Linked DNA regions of Pungitius pungitius: region 2 is linked to region 1. Evidence: chromatin contacts called from public Hi-C data. All regions are on one chromosome and are shown on one strand. Each heading gives the region's core, a stretch centred on a gene start, on an enhancer-like site or on the middle of the called end of the contact. The rest is flanking DNA. Distances are from core to core; before and after follow the strand shown. Region 1 holds the start of bdnf (brain-derived neurotrophic factor). Region 2 holds the start of slc17a6b (solute carrier family 17 member 6b).

What was found. Hi-C and Micro-C count contacts between places; a contact is called where the count stands out from the background.
Region 2: a contact with region 1 is called in a Hi-C map of muscle, with 4 times the contacts expected there. The contact joins the promoter of slc17a6b here to the promoter of bdnf in region 1. A contact is called at or near these places in 2 of 2 Hi-C or Micro-C datasets (both in muscle).

The regions. Positions count from the first base shown.
Region 1 is chr4:11,018,906-11,025,665 of fPunPun2.1, reverse strand. It overlaps bdnf (brain-derived neurotrophic factor), which reads left to right and starts at 3,925. Exons shown (of 2, transcript XM_037454706.2): 1 at 3,925-4,130.
Region 2 is chr4:11,260,991-11,267,750 of fPunPun2.1, reverse strand. slc17a6b (solute carrier family 17 member 6b) reads left to right here and starts at 3,832. Exons shown (of 12, transcript XM_037450145.2): 1 at 3,832-4,548; 2 at 5,982-6,237. The coding sequence starts at 4,475. ano5b (anoctamin 5b) reads left to right here. Exons shown (of 20, transcript XM_037448590.2): 17 at 1-105; 18 at 240-427; 19 at 688-793; 20 at 886-2,713. The coding sequence ends at 1,116.

The DNA of each region.
Region 1 (6,760 bases), core at 2,676-5,175:
TTCCAGCTTCTTTGAGTATAAGTCCAAACACTTTATTAAAACCAGTAACTTAACCCGGACAAAGGAAAAAGAAAGTTCACACACTCACACCTGGGAGCTGCCCAGTATGCTACCACGGTCTGACACTGTTGTTACTGATCAGTTGGGACTTTAGTGGTTGCTGTTGAGGCAGAGCGCAGCTTTCCTCAGTCAGTCCGGGGATCTCAGGCGCCGGCCTCCAGGTCCAGCTCCTCTGCAGGCTGCTGCTGCCACTGTCTACTACATGAGACGACCAGGAGAAAGGCCCAAACTCTCGAAACGTCCGTTGCTAAGCAGATAAAGAGTATATTCATCGCAGAAGCATTTTAGTACAGGCGTCATTAAACAGGGTTTTAAAATATGCAGGGAGGCTGACCTTGTCTGACCGCGTGCTTTTAAGTTGGCTTGCTCTTGGTTTTACTGCATGTTGTTTGCAATGGTTAGTGGTTATACTGCAAATATACACACACACACAACTCCTCTGATGAGCCTTGGGTTGGTAGCATCCAGTTTATTAATCCATTTCAATATCCCCAGCTGTGTTGTGCTTCAGTAGGCTCAAAGTGAATATCTGACCTCACGATCAAAAACGTACCGAGCTGCCCCCCCCCCCCGCCGAACATAGTTCACCATATGAATCTGAACCATCGCACTCCAAATGCAGACACACTTACATTTCATTGTTTCTCCTTTCCTCGTAGAGCTCAGCCGAAAAACTGGGAAGGAGAGACAATCATGAAATGCGAACATCTCTGTCGACGTGTGTTACTTATATGTGCTGCGTTGAAGGTCAGTGCCTCCGATTCTACTGTGCAATGTTTGGCTAATCATGAAGGGGCTACCATTTGCAGAGTTGCCTTGCATGCAAAATTTCAGGTCACTACCACGGGGGAACCAATAATGCCTTTGGCTAAGCAACAAGATGCAAATGCATCTAGTCAAATCAGCCCTTACCATACACGATCAAGCTCACGCTAACACATAATCTCATCGCTGCGCACCGCGCTGCAGAATTACATCTAATGAATTCTGACAATGCAATATTTGGTCTGAGAAAAGTTTAAATCGATAAACTCAACTTATCAAAGATATTCTAGATAGTTCTAAATCCTAATTTTGTCTTCAACCTCCTTTCCTGCATACTGTGGTTTGGCAGCCTCTCAGTCAAGTGCAGGCCCAGATTACCCATCACACCCAGGAAGTCATAAAGCTAACAGCCCACAGGCAGCATCCTCCACCCGAGCAGACGCCGGTTAGTCAGAGTGAGGAGATCAATACACTTGTTTGTCACCACCCAATGCTGAAGGTATCTCCCCTCAGGCCCAAAACACAAAGTTTACATACTCACCTGGTGTTGAACTGGTAAAAGAGGGCTGGAAAAAGACAGACGACACAGTCCTGAGCAAAGCCAGATGGAAACCCTCAATATCACAACAGCACATTCAGTCGAATTTCAGCCTGCCGAGCCACTGGGGCAACCCAAATATCGTTCTTCCTGACGCTGTCCATCACACTATACATAGAACGCCGAAATTAGCACAAATGGAGCACTCCCCATCAGTGTGAAGTATGGTGGCAGTTCAGCGATTATTTACGGGGATGCATTACTTTTTGAAGACCTGAGCCCTGAGTCACCGGCCGAGCCTGGTAATTAATTCCTCACTCCACAGAAATATTAAGGAGCCACGTGACAGAATGACAGATGCGTAGCAAGAAGCCGACTGTCAAAAGGGTGACTGGATTAGACTATTTTGACTAGTTCATTATGAAATTGGGTTTTTATGTAAATGAATGAAGACTTTGTATACTAAACAGGTTAGGTTTATACTTTGACTGTTAAAGGCTGAATACAAGAGACATGAGCTCGGATAGTTTGATTTACTGCTGTGTAATCAGAGTATTTGTTGTTTTCTCTGTGCTCTTTGTTTGGTTTGTCCCAGAGCTCAACTTCCTGTAGATACAAGAGGTGGAGGGGGGAGAGAGGAGGGGCTACACTGGGATCAGACAGTAAGAGATAACCTGCCATCAGCAGGCCTTCTATTTTTAACCACAGGTACTAGTCGCACATGACGTGGAGCTCTTCTTATCAATATTTATGGAACAAAGATCAAGACAGTAATTATGCTCGTGGCCACCGACTGGATACATCCTCCACTAATAGTTGTCATTACGGTGACGGGAAGGAAAGTGCTGATTGACTCTGAATTTTAGGCTGGCACTTTACGTTTAAGTAATGATTCTAGAGACTAGGCAGGGCCCAAATGCAATTAGCAGACGCAAACAGGGAAATATGATGACTTCAGTGTTAAAGGGAAGTTAGCAATACTTTCGTTGATTCATTTTACACAGTTGTCATTTGACAAGGTGGAGCTGGGATTCACTTTCAGTCTTTTATAAGCAGATTGTAGGATTCGATCACAGGTGGGTTGCTGCTTTGCAAGGAAAGACAACAAGTGGTTCTGAGACAACTAGTAGAGAGGGAGCGTTCCTGCTGTTATTGTTACATCTTCTTTGCTCTTTAATGAATATCAATGTCAGTGTTTCCTTCACACCACAAAGGTCTGTAATGGCTCAAATGTTTCTTCATTTTTATCCCACGGTGCAGCGCGTTGGCTACACATTTTAATAACACTCCCTCTGCCAAGATATATTCCGCTCGAACACTTAAAAGTTCCAAGAGGACGCTCACAAGAGGTGAAGTATCTTGGCGGGCCATAGAGCAAAATGCCATGCGGTCATATGCAGCCCAGGGGATAAAGTGATTGATCTGTGACCTCAGACTCAGCCATAAGATATTGTGGTGAAGAGTGCGGGGGTGGCTATGGATAGTGGAAAAGGGACGAGCATGAGTCAGTTACAGAGTCTGTGAAAAGCTGTGGGAGCAGAGGAAGTGTTAACAACATCACAAGTAGGAGCAAGTCGAGTTACCACGTCAGGAATCAGAAAGGACTGGGAGTAGGATGATGGTAGGAGTCCAAGAGGTGATGGGACACATACATCCTGATCCTAATAATGTGAAACCAATGAAGGGGAATTGTTCATCCACAGCATGGTGTCCACGCTGAGCTGAAACGTGTTACCTCTCTCTTTACGTCACTCCCTTTTATTTGCAGCCTGTAATGAGTAGCTGCTGTGTGAAAAAAAACTATTTTTAAAGGAGGGAGTTCAAGGATAATAAGCTATGTGGGAATTTCGGCACTTGTTGCATGGTGCCATGAAGAACTTTGTACATTTTTCTTTTCATTTAATACCCACGGTTGTAATTTTTTATCTTTTTATGCCATCTTGTGTCTTTGAGACAGAAATGAGGGATATAAGTTCAGATATTTGTTCTTCATTTTTTTGGCCACTGCCTCGACAACCAAGATGACATAACACATGCATTGTCAGATCAAACCATCAACTGATACCCAAGATGGGTACAATATGGACAAGTGACACAAACACGTTTCACGTTGCTGACAAAACATATTCATATTTAATTGTGAGCACACATTCAAATCGGTGCAGTTCTGTTGAAAAAAAAAGCGCGTAGACTCTACCCAGAGTATCTAAATGAGCATCGAGTTACCCTAAGCCCTGGGATGAGCAGCTGTTTTTGTTTTTGTGAGAGAAGTCTATGGATGTGTCAGATTAGTGCTAATGGTTCCTGGCGGACGCCTCCAGGTCCCGATGACGCGCCACCCATGAAGCGTGATTTCCTTAAACTATGACCAAGAAATAAGTCTTTTCAAACCACGAGAATGACACTTCTCTTACAAACACTCGAGAGAAAGTTTGCGGTGCTGGCAAAGTGTCAGGAAAATATCACCTATTACTCATGTTACTTAGTACATTTGGGGCTTCACTTACAAGCGCTGCGCTTCGTCACTGCATAACAATCAGCTGGCTGAGTGTTGGTAGTGCAACTGATGGAATTTTACTGAAAACAGATTTCATCTTTGAACTTCCAGATATCCCTGATCGAAAAGTATCATTTGCGGCTTTCAACGCTGTGGTCGCTATTCTGCCCGAGTAATCACGCTTCCGGAGGACGTGGATTAACTTTTTTTTCCCTGTAATATCTGTCCGGGGGAGAGAAAAAACGCAGCACTTCCACAGGATTTGACAATGTAAGTATGTATGAGAGTGTTTGGTCCAGGGGGGGGAGGAGGTTGTTTTTCTTTTAGAGCAGCAACAAGTTCCTCAAGAACTTGTCAGGCAGACACAGGGGCGCTAGAAATGTGCTATCTGTGTTTGCAAAATGCGATGTGTACGTCGTCCTTGTTAGAAAAAAAAACAAACATTCAAATGACCAACTGCGCGTACGCGCAATTAGCGCATGGCCCTTCACCAAAGAGAGAGATAACGGTCTATGACACAAAACTAGTCGATGTGGACGTGTATCCGAAGTTGTATGTGTCTGCATCGTTGCTCAATGCAGATTTTAAAATATGAGGCAGTGAGCGAGCGATCAGTCAGGCACTGACATCCCCATAAACTTGGATTGCCGTCGCTTATTTCAATCACGTAAGACCCCTAATGGCGTTGACCGGGCGAGGGTGTTACGTATATCTGTGCCCGCTTTTTCTGACAACCAAGGCTTGTTGGTATTTGTCTTTAGCGGATAGAGCCACCAAGGTGTTGCCTGAGAGAGTTTAAGCACACCGACATTGCAAAGGGTTATTAGATTCATAAGTCAGCGAAGTGGTGGGCGATCTACTGAGCGCAGCAGAAGTTCTCATATGATGACTTCAAACAAGACACATTACCTACCAGCATCTGTTGGAGTGAGTGGATATTAAGACACTTCTATCTCCAGGAAAGCGTAGGGGAAAATGGTAAGTAGCAATGGAAACACACAGCATATGAAGGATGATTACCAGTAAAAAAGTCGTGCTTGCTATTTAGTCTGGCAGCGCATTGCTGGAAGGGTTGGACTCAGGGGCTACTTGAGTAACTCAGTATCGAGATCCATGTCTGCTGAGGCTGATGTTGACATAGCCCCTGTGGAAAGACAGATTGTGTGGCATTTCTTTGGCTGTGGATATGCCAGTACAGTGAGAGAGGTAAGAAAATATTGCATTGTGTCTGCGCGCAATGTGTGGATGTGATGAAGGCTGGATACCGGTCTTGAAGGGCTGTGTGTGTGAGTCTGTGTTTGTGTGACAGGGCTTTATGTTTTATGCATGTATGTATGTATGTTATATCTTTGCGGTGCTCGTGTTTTAAGAAAGCAACATGTGCCTGTGACACTTTCCACAAGCATGACATTAAGAACAATAGTGTTCCGTATCAGCGGTGCCAGTTGTCATTTGGCGTGAGAGTGGAGCCGTTTTTTGGGGGGGCTGTGTGGAGGTGGGGGGTTAGGTGGTTGTATACTGAATTGAACCGGCGTTTCATAGGTGCTATTCGCGATATAGGTGCTGTTATCTGGAAGGAAATGTCCGACCAACATGTGATCAAATATTAACAGGACTGGTTTGGCAATGGGGGGTGGGGGTGGGAGAGGGGGGAGTACACGTGACAAGACGCGGGGAAGCAGCAGAGTAAAAAAAAAGAAAAAAAAGAAAACCAGTTTAAAGTGGGCGCTCAAAAAGAAGTATATAGATATTTCGTCGGCCCCTCTTAGTTACCGTGGCTGTGTAATGCTTTCAGCACGTTGGACAGAGGCACCGGAGTCGTGCATGGACTAAACCGCTGAGTGGACGCCAACTCTCTTTCTCTCTTTCCCCAGCCCCCCCTTTGCCAAACCTGGGATTGTTTTTTCAACTTTTGGTAAGCCTATTGTGAGGGAGCCTGTGGTCTGTTAACGGAGAATAAAAGGGATTCTAATGAGAAGAGAAAATATAAAAAAACAACTACAGGGAAAGCAAGCACTTGCCATTAAAATAGCTCGTGCTTTACGATGTGTTTTTGCAGAGCATTGGGAAAGTTGAAATGTTAGGTCGTCTGGTCTTTCGCACACCACATTGCCGGTACCTATAAGCCCCCACACACTGCGTTAAACTTTGGGACATGCAAGTCTTGGTCGCGGAGATCTAACCACGCACATTGTGGTTGTCAGCCCTCGTAAAGGTAAGAGCACAATCCATTGTTTTCATGTCACTCTTATGTTGCTGTCGTCTTTGCGGGCTTCTTCTTGCTTTTCTCAAACGAACTTCGGCTTTAAAACTACAGCATGGCAGCCTTCGCTTTGCCGGTGTGTGAATTGTGGGCATCAGTCACCGAAATAACTCCGAAATGAAATCCGATCCAGGTGACTAATAGCTCGTATGCCACCTTCCTTTTTTTAAATCGAAGTTAGGCTGTATTTATAGAAGATCTGTGCGTGTGCATTGTCATATCAGCTTTGAGTCATGTGAAACGTTTCAATTGGGACTCGTCTTCGTGCTTGAGATTTTTGGAAACAGATCTTTTGAAGCCGTTTTTTTGGACTTCCCGACCACTGCCTACTGCAACATAATTTGCGTAATCGTTGTGCCTAATCATGCTCCCGATGTGGGACTTAATACGCTGCAGTGATCCTTCCAGCCGGCACGAACTGAAGTAGGCTACTGATGCCCGGTGCACATCACAAAATTGTGAGGAAAAAAACTCTATCCAGCCATCTGTCGTCCTATCTTTCTATCTTTATCTTTATATCTATTTATCCATCTGTGCTTTTTTTTCATGTTTAGTCTGCTGCATTCATGTTTTGTCTCGATGTCAAACCCTCTGGATTTTGTAATCGACCAAAAATAGCCCTACTCTTTACCCTCCA
Region 2 (6,760 bases), core at 2,583-5,082, 240 kb before region 1:
AAGTTCACCACCCAGTTCAAGAGACCAGTAGCGTCCAAGGCTCGAAACATCGGCGCGTGGCAGGAAATCCTCAACGCTGTGGCCATTTTGTCTGTTGTTACTAACGTGAGTTTTGTACTGTATGTGTATTGTGGGAACAGAACAGAACTTTTCTCCGTATTTTCTTGTATGATAGACCTTGAACAGGCTGTCAGAATAACATTAATTTGCAGCATTTGTTTCGCTTTCTTCTGTCTCAGGCTTTCATAATGGCGTTCACCTCCGACATGATCCCCCGCATGGTCTACCTGTATGCCTATGGTAAAAATGAAACCATGATGGGCTACGTCAACAACAGCCTATCAATATACAACATCTCTCAGATACATGAGCACAACATGCCCGAGGAACGAGGCGACTGGTTCGGTAACTCTACCACCACCTGCAGGTATTGCCTCTGGATTCAGCTGTTAGTTGAAGTTGTAAACTAAACTTTATAGGTTTGTTATGTCAGTGTTTTCTTTACAGCTTATTGTCTGAGTGGATGATTGTTTTGAATGAGTTGCTCAAGAATTATCATTGTAATGAATACATTTTTTTTTTAAAAGTGTTTACGTTGTATGCGCTATATGGAAAGTTCTATAGAATTCACTGTTTTGTGTTGACCTTGATGGAACTTTTCTGACAGTAGGAAGTTGTTCTTTTCAGATACCGGGACTACCGTTACCCTCCAGGCCACCAGAAGGAGTACACTCACACCATGCAGTTCTGGCACATCCTGGCTGCCAAAATGGCCTTCATTATTATCATGGAGGTAAGGCTCCTTCTTCCCTCTTCCTGCTCAGAGAATAAAGGCTCAACTTGAAAAGTTTTTTTCTTGACCGTGTGATTGTTCTCCCACTGCAGCATGTTGTATTCGTGGTGAAGTTCCTCGTGGCGTGGATGATCCCAGACGTGCCTACAGGCGTGAAGGCTCGATTTAAGCGAGAGCGTTACTTGATCCAAGAGTACCTGCATAACTACGAGGTGGAGCGGCTCAAACTCCAGCTCAGTGCCAGTTTCATCACGGAGCCGCCGTCAGAAATGTCCCTGCTGACCGACAAGCAAGAAATGGTGTCTGAGTGCCTGTTGCCTTGAGCCATTAAGCTTTGAGCCATCGTCGGACCGAGAGCATCCATATACAAGGGCTTCTTGTGTCTTTTACTGCTGAATGGACTCCTATATTAGGATGCAACGTTTTATTTTGCTTAAAATCTGCTTTTTGAATGGATGAAACATTCCTGTGCCAAAAAAACATGATAGTGGGAAGAAGCAAAGAGCAAAAAGTGCAGCCTTTATCATTCCTCACGTAATGTCTTCTTATTGAAAAATAATAATCTCTGTATGTGTCAATAGAGTTAAAGTTTGTTGTGTTGAACATGTGTCATTAGATATAATTACCCTTAAAAGAGTTTGCTACGATATAATTTCTTAAATGTCCTGCATGTGATTCTTCTGATCGGAATACAAGATGAAGGAATCAACTGTTTCAAAAAAGAAATGTACGTGGTAAAAAAAAAATCATATCATTTTGGAGATATAACTCATGCATTACATCCCTTTTCTATCATTGAACCATTACAGGAGCTTATTTTTAATTGGTAGCTAAGTATTGTTTAGTTCCACTGATCTGTAGCCCGGCTATGAGGTTGTCAGTTGTATTATTAGAGGATGTTTAGAGAAAGTCTGCGCATTTGAAAACCAGGTACCTCCCTCATACCGCAGTGATAGTGTAACAATTAAAGGGGGGAATATCAGTCCGCCCTTTCTTAGTAACATGGTGAGACAGCAGCTGCAGGCTCATGCATCACATCTTACATGTGTATTTCCAACTTGCTTTGGGACCAATTAGATTTCTACCAAGAGAAAAGACTACACCAAGAATATCTCTGACAGATCTGCTGCCTGATTACAATCAGTTCATGTGAGTCGAGGACGATCGTGTTGATCGACTTTACTCCTCCTTGTCTCCACATGCTGTGGGCGTAAACAATTAAAATCGACATCGCAGAGGTACACAGGAAAGAGAAGAATTTCTTGTGCCCAGAGTGTGGATTTCAGTGAAGGACATTTAGTAACTCTCTCATACTCTGTGGTTACTAAGTGTTCCTGTAAATATAAATAATAAATAATCTATTTAAAAGGGTTGCACTGCAAGTATGTTATTTGTTCGCTTCTGCAATGTAGCTTAAAGCTTTTTTGTTAGAGTAAGATTGATTTGATTTACAACACCTGATTTCTTATTTTGTACTATTTGTTGCCTCATAACACCCGTTGGTTTAGACAACTTTTCAAATACATTGTAATCTATAAAATTGCTACTTTTTGAAGGGATCTAAGTGATAAAGAAACAGAGATTAGACGCAGAGATCCTCTTTAGCTAAAAACGTCTTTTCTTTGTTTATGTTAAACCTCTTTGTAAATGAGACAGTTGTGATTTCAAATATCAGCAAATTTTGACATCCAAAAACTCAAAGAGCCTGAACATGCAATGCACACGTCTGACATTTGCATAGCATGGTCTTGCAATATGCATGATGTGTTTCCCAACTAACAAATGCCTTACACCTCTGTGCTTACCTGTTTTTGTATCATTTTGTAATAGGTTTACTGTGAACTTAGAATGGTTGTGCTGACATGCAGGAAAATTGTTGATATTTCCAGTAAATAAAGAAATACCTATCTACAGTGTAAATATGTTTTGTTGTTGCATAAAACATAAAAGCGGAGACAGAAATAAATAAGAATGTTGTAACCGTCCAGGTTAAGAAAAAAGGGCTTAAAATGTAAAACCACCCTACGTGTTTAAGTGTAAAAACATACATATGTACATGTAAATACTTTGTAGTTCCACTACTGGACACAAGATGTCTTCAGAAGCACAGTAAGCACTCTCAGTATTACCAAGACAACACCTGTGTAAGTTGCATCTTTGAACAAGATTGGCTTCCAAATTAGTTATGAGGTCACAAAACCATGCCATAATTGTAAGTGTGTAATTTAAGGTGAGAGAACACAAACTTACTTCCTCCAGTAAGGGAACATGACAACAGATTTCCAGGTTATCTCTGTTTCACACAGGTCACTATGCACAGAGAAGCTCAAAAATACGAGAGGCTGCATCATTTTGAATTTAACTTTACTAAAAACAAAATAATAATGTAATATACAATATCATTTTGCAAGGTACATCATGTGCTTGGGTGCGATAGCAAGATTCGGTTGACCACTAGATGGTGTCCAATACCAACGAATGACAAAGAAGACATGGCTTGTGTGCTTTCTCTTTTGTTCGCACATCTTAGCTCTTTGAATTATTATTTTATTATTATCATTAATATTATTATAATAATTCGTATTATTGTATCCTTTTCTTCTTATCAGATCTTTGAATCTCAGAATTTGAATCTCATTACATCTGTATACATAAAAAATGTTTCACAAATTGTGTGCATGCTTTGGTGGGGAGATGTAGTTGCCAGGGGAATGAAAATAAGATTAAATTATTGATGGATTCCTACATTGAGCAGAGGAGCTTGTTGTGGGGGAAATCCACTCCTGCTCATTTGGTTTCCATAGCACCGCCTTCGGGAGAGCTACATCTTACAAAAATGGGAGTGACTTGTTCATTTGAAAAAATATAGGCACATTTAAGCATAAAAATGCCAAAGGAAGATGTATAATCTATAAAGTTATAGCCTTTTAAATGTTATGTTTTATATGCAGCGATATGAAGCGAAAAATTGAACTAAACATTTCCTCGTCTCCCACTCGGTGTTTTTTCTTAAATGTCTCATGTGAACCAAGTCATACATATACATTTATTTTTCAGCATGTTATATGTTAATCCTGGCCTTAATGTGTGCTGAGCAACTGGCCAGATGTTGAGCGCGGAAATGCTGTCGCTGACCTCGGTGCTGAACACGACGTCAGATAAACCTGCGCGCACCACAGGAGACACGATACAGCCTCACTCCCTCTTTGATTTATAGAAGCTACACCAAACAACCACTTCCGCTTTCTAAACTTTGAGCGCTATTATTTTTCCGTTCATTCACTCTCTCTCTCTCTCTCTCTCTCTCTAACTCTCTTACTCGCACTCTCTATTTTTTATTCCGGAAAAATCCACGACGCTGGCTGACAGTTTCACTCATTTTCGTGTTCCGTCGTGATGGCACTTGGCGTGGCTACTGTGCGTCAGGCAGGAGGTGATATGGTGGCGGATGAAGGCGCGCAGGTCGTTTGATTCCTCTTCTAGTTTTTTTTTGCTTTAGCGCTCACTTTCGTTGTGAAAAATTGACTCGTCTTCCGGATAGTCACCTCCCTGGACTCCCGTTTATCACAACTTCGTTTGTGGGTTTCCTTGTAGCCGCTGCAGTTGGCCATGCTGCGCCGTAACATGACGATTAAGCATTAAATTACAAGTGAGAAATAGGCCTATACATAGAAATCGGACATGGAGTCAGTAAAGACGAGAGCCGCGGCGGGGGTGAAGGAATTTGCGGGGAAGACCTTGGGTCAAATGTACAGGTAAGGACAGACTTGTTTTTTTTTATCTTGATGGGCATAGACCTGTTGTAGTGTGATGATATGCATGCTTGTTCTTTTAACTAAGCACGAGTCAGGGGTGTGTGTAGGTGTGCAGGTCACCCCAAACTGTTTTACAACTTACAGGGATCTCTAGTCACGCCTCTAGACGTGAGAGGAAAATTATGCAATCATGTGCGTGTGTAGGCTTGTGTGTGTGTGTGTGTGTGTGTGTGTGTGTGTGTGTGTGTGTGTGTGTGTGTGTGTGTGTGTGTGTGTGAGAGAGAGAGAGAGAGAGAGAGAGAGAGATAGCGCGCTGGGGTTGCGTGCACTTAGATTGCACTGAATAATATCGTGCACGTAGCCAGTTCTTCCTGGTGCAGGGGCCCTGTGTGTATCTCATAAGCAGACAGTTTAAACATGACGTGCAGGTGACGCGCCGGTTTTTGAGGATTCATTAATAATTTGGAATCCATTTGATGCATCCTTTAAATGCATCATGATAAACGTGCAGCCCGTGTCTCTAATTAACGAAAAAATAAGCAACATGGGGAACCAACCAAGATGCAAATGCTGTTTCATTCTGACATTTTGCTCGGTTTGCATATATTATTACGATATTTATTTATCGTTATTTTGTCTGAAGTAGAAATACAATAAAACGACCATGCAAATTAATTGATGTACTGCAGTTATGCTTTCAATAATCCTTCAGAAAGCTCAGTTATTCTATATGTTCCCAAGGACTAAATCGATTTGCATTTTTTCGATTCTTTTTCGTTAATTATTTATGTTGCTTTTCAGGGGTTTGCAGACAGACGCATTTTCATTTTTAGGTTTTCATCATGTGACCAGTAAAAGTGACGTCCACTGAAACGAAAAGGGGGGGCCTTTGAGGAATGCCCACAGAGGTGTGTGTCTGGTGACTGGGGCTGCTGCTCGGTCCCGTGAATGCTAATGAGTGTGAAAGTGAGCGGGCTGCTGCAATGCGGTACAGTCGGGGTCGTGTTCGCCTCGTCTCAGCTCTGCAGGCCTAGTCGTTTTTATTTCTTTTTTTGTTCTATTTTTTTATGTCCAAATACAGAATCCATGTTTTGCATTGCATTCTTTCCGGGTGTCTATTGAGTCCTCTCAAGATATGGCTTAAGCATGGCAGAATAAAATAGCACAAGGAGGCCTGTCCATTCGTGCAGCCGATGCATATTGTTTATGCTGGAATAACGGTCTCTGAATTTTCTTCTCTGACTTGACACATAGAGAATCTCAGATTGGCACACTAACCAATCAACTGCCCAGTCCATAATCAAATAGAGATGTAAATTAAAGAAATGGGCCTCCTCAGATATGTGTCCCATTACAGGAGCAATTATTTTAGGGGAGGAATCTTCTCGTTCGATCAGGGGACACTGACAAGTGTCCTCACGTGGCTGTTGCAGAGTGATGGAGAGGAAACAAAAAACCGGGGAGGTGATCGAGCTGACGGAGGATGGGCGGCCCCGGGAGGCCGCGGAGAAGAAACCCCCGCTGTGCGACTGCAGCTGCTTCGGGCTGCCCCGCCGCTACATCATCGCCCTCATGAGCGGCCTGGGCTTCTGCATCTCCTTCGGTATCCGGTGTAACCTGGGCGTGGCCATAGTGGGCATGGTCAACAACAGCACCCTCCACCAGAACGGCAAGATCATCATCACGGAGGTGTGGCAACGGCGGCGATCACGACTGGCGCACAGGCAACTTAGCCCGCATGCCTCAAGACACAAGACACCCGACTCTTATTTAATCAAGGAACTAAGGGACAGGAGAAGGACATTAGCCCACATATGAGAAACCGAATAAGAAAGAATATTCATCCTAAATAGCCCCAAATGATCCTTGGCTCATGAGCGTGTGCACAATTTAAGTGTGTATTTGTGCTTAACGAAAATCTTTTGATGGCTTGAGATATTCGGCCTCAATCACTACTTTGCATCATTACAATGCTGGCATTGTTTTAAAATGTCAGCTAGCTCTAATTGCAGGGATGACATGCGGTATATGCGTAATATATTGTCGGAAATCGGCCATGTGATACCATTTTCAAAGTATCAAACGTATACATATGGATAGACCAAATAATGGAACCCAGTATTAATTGACTTCATTCTAATTCGAAAGCATATACATACACACGAATACATACACACGATATACACGAATCTTTAAAAATATGTGTCAAATA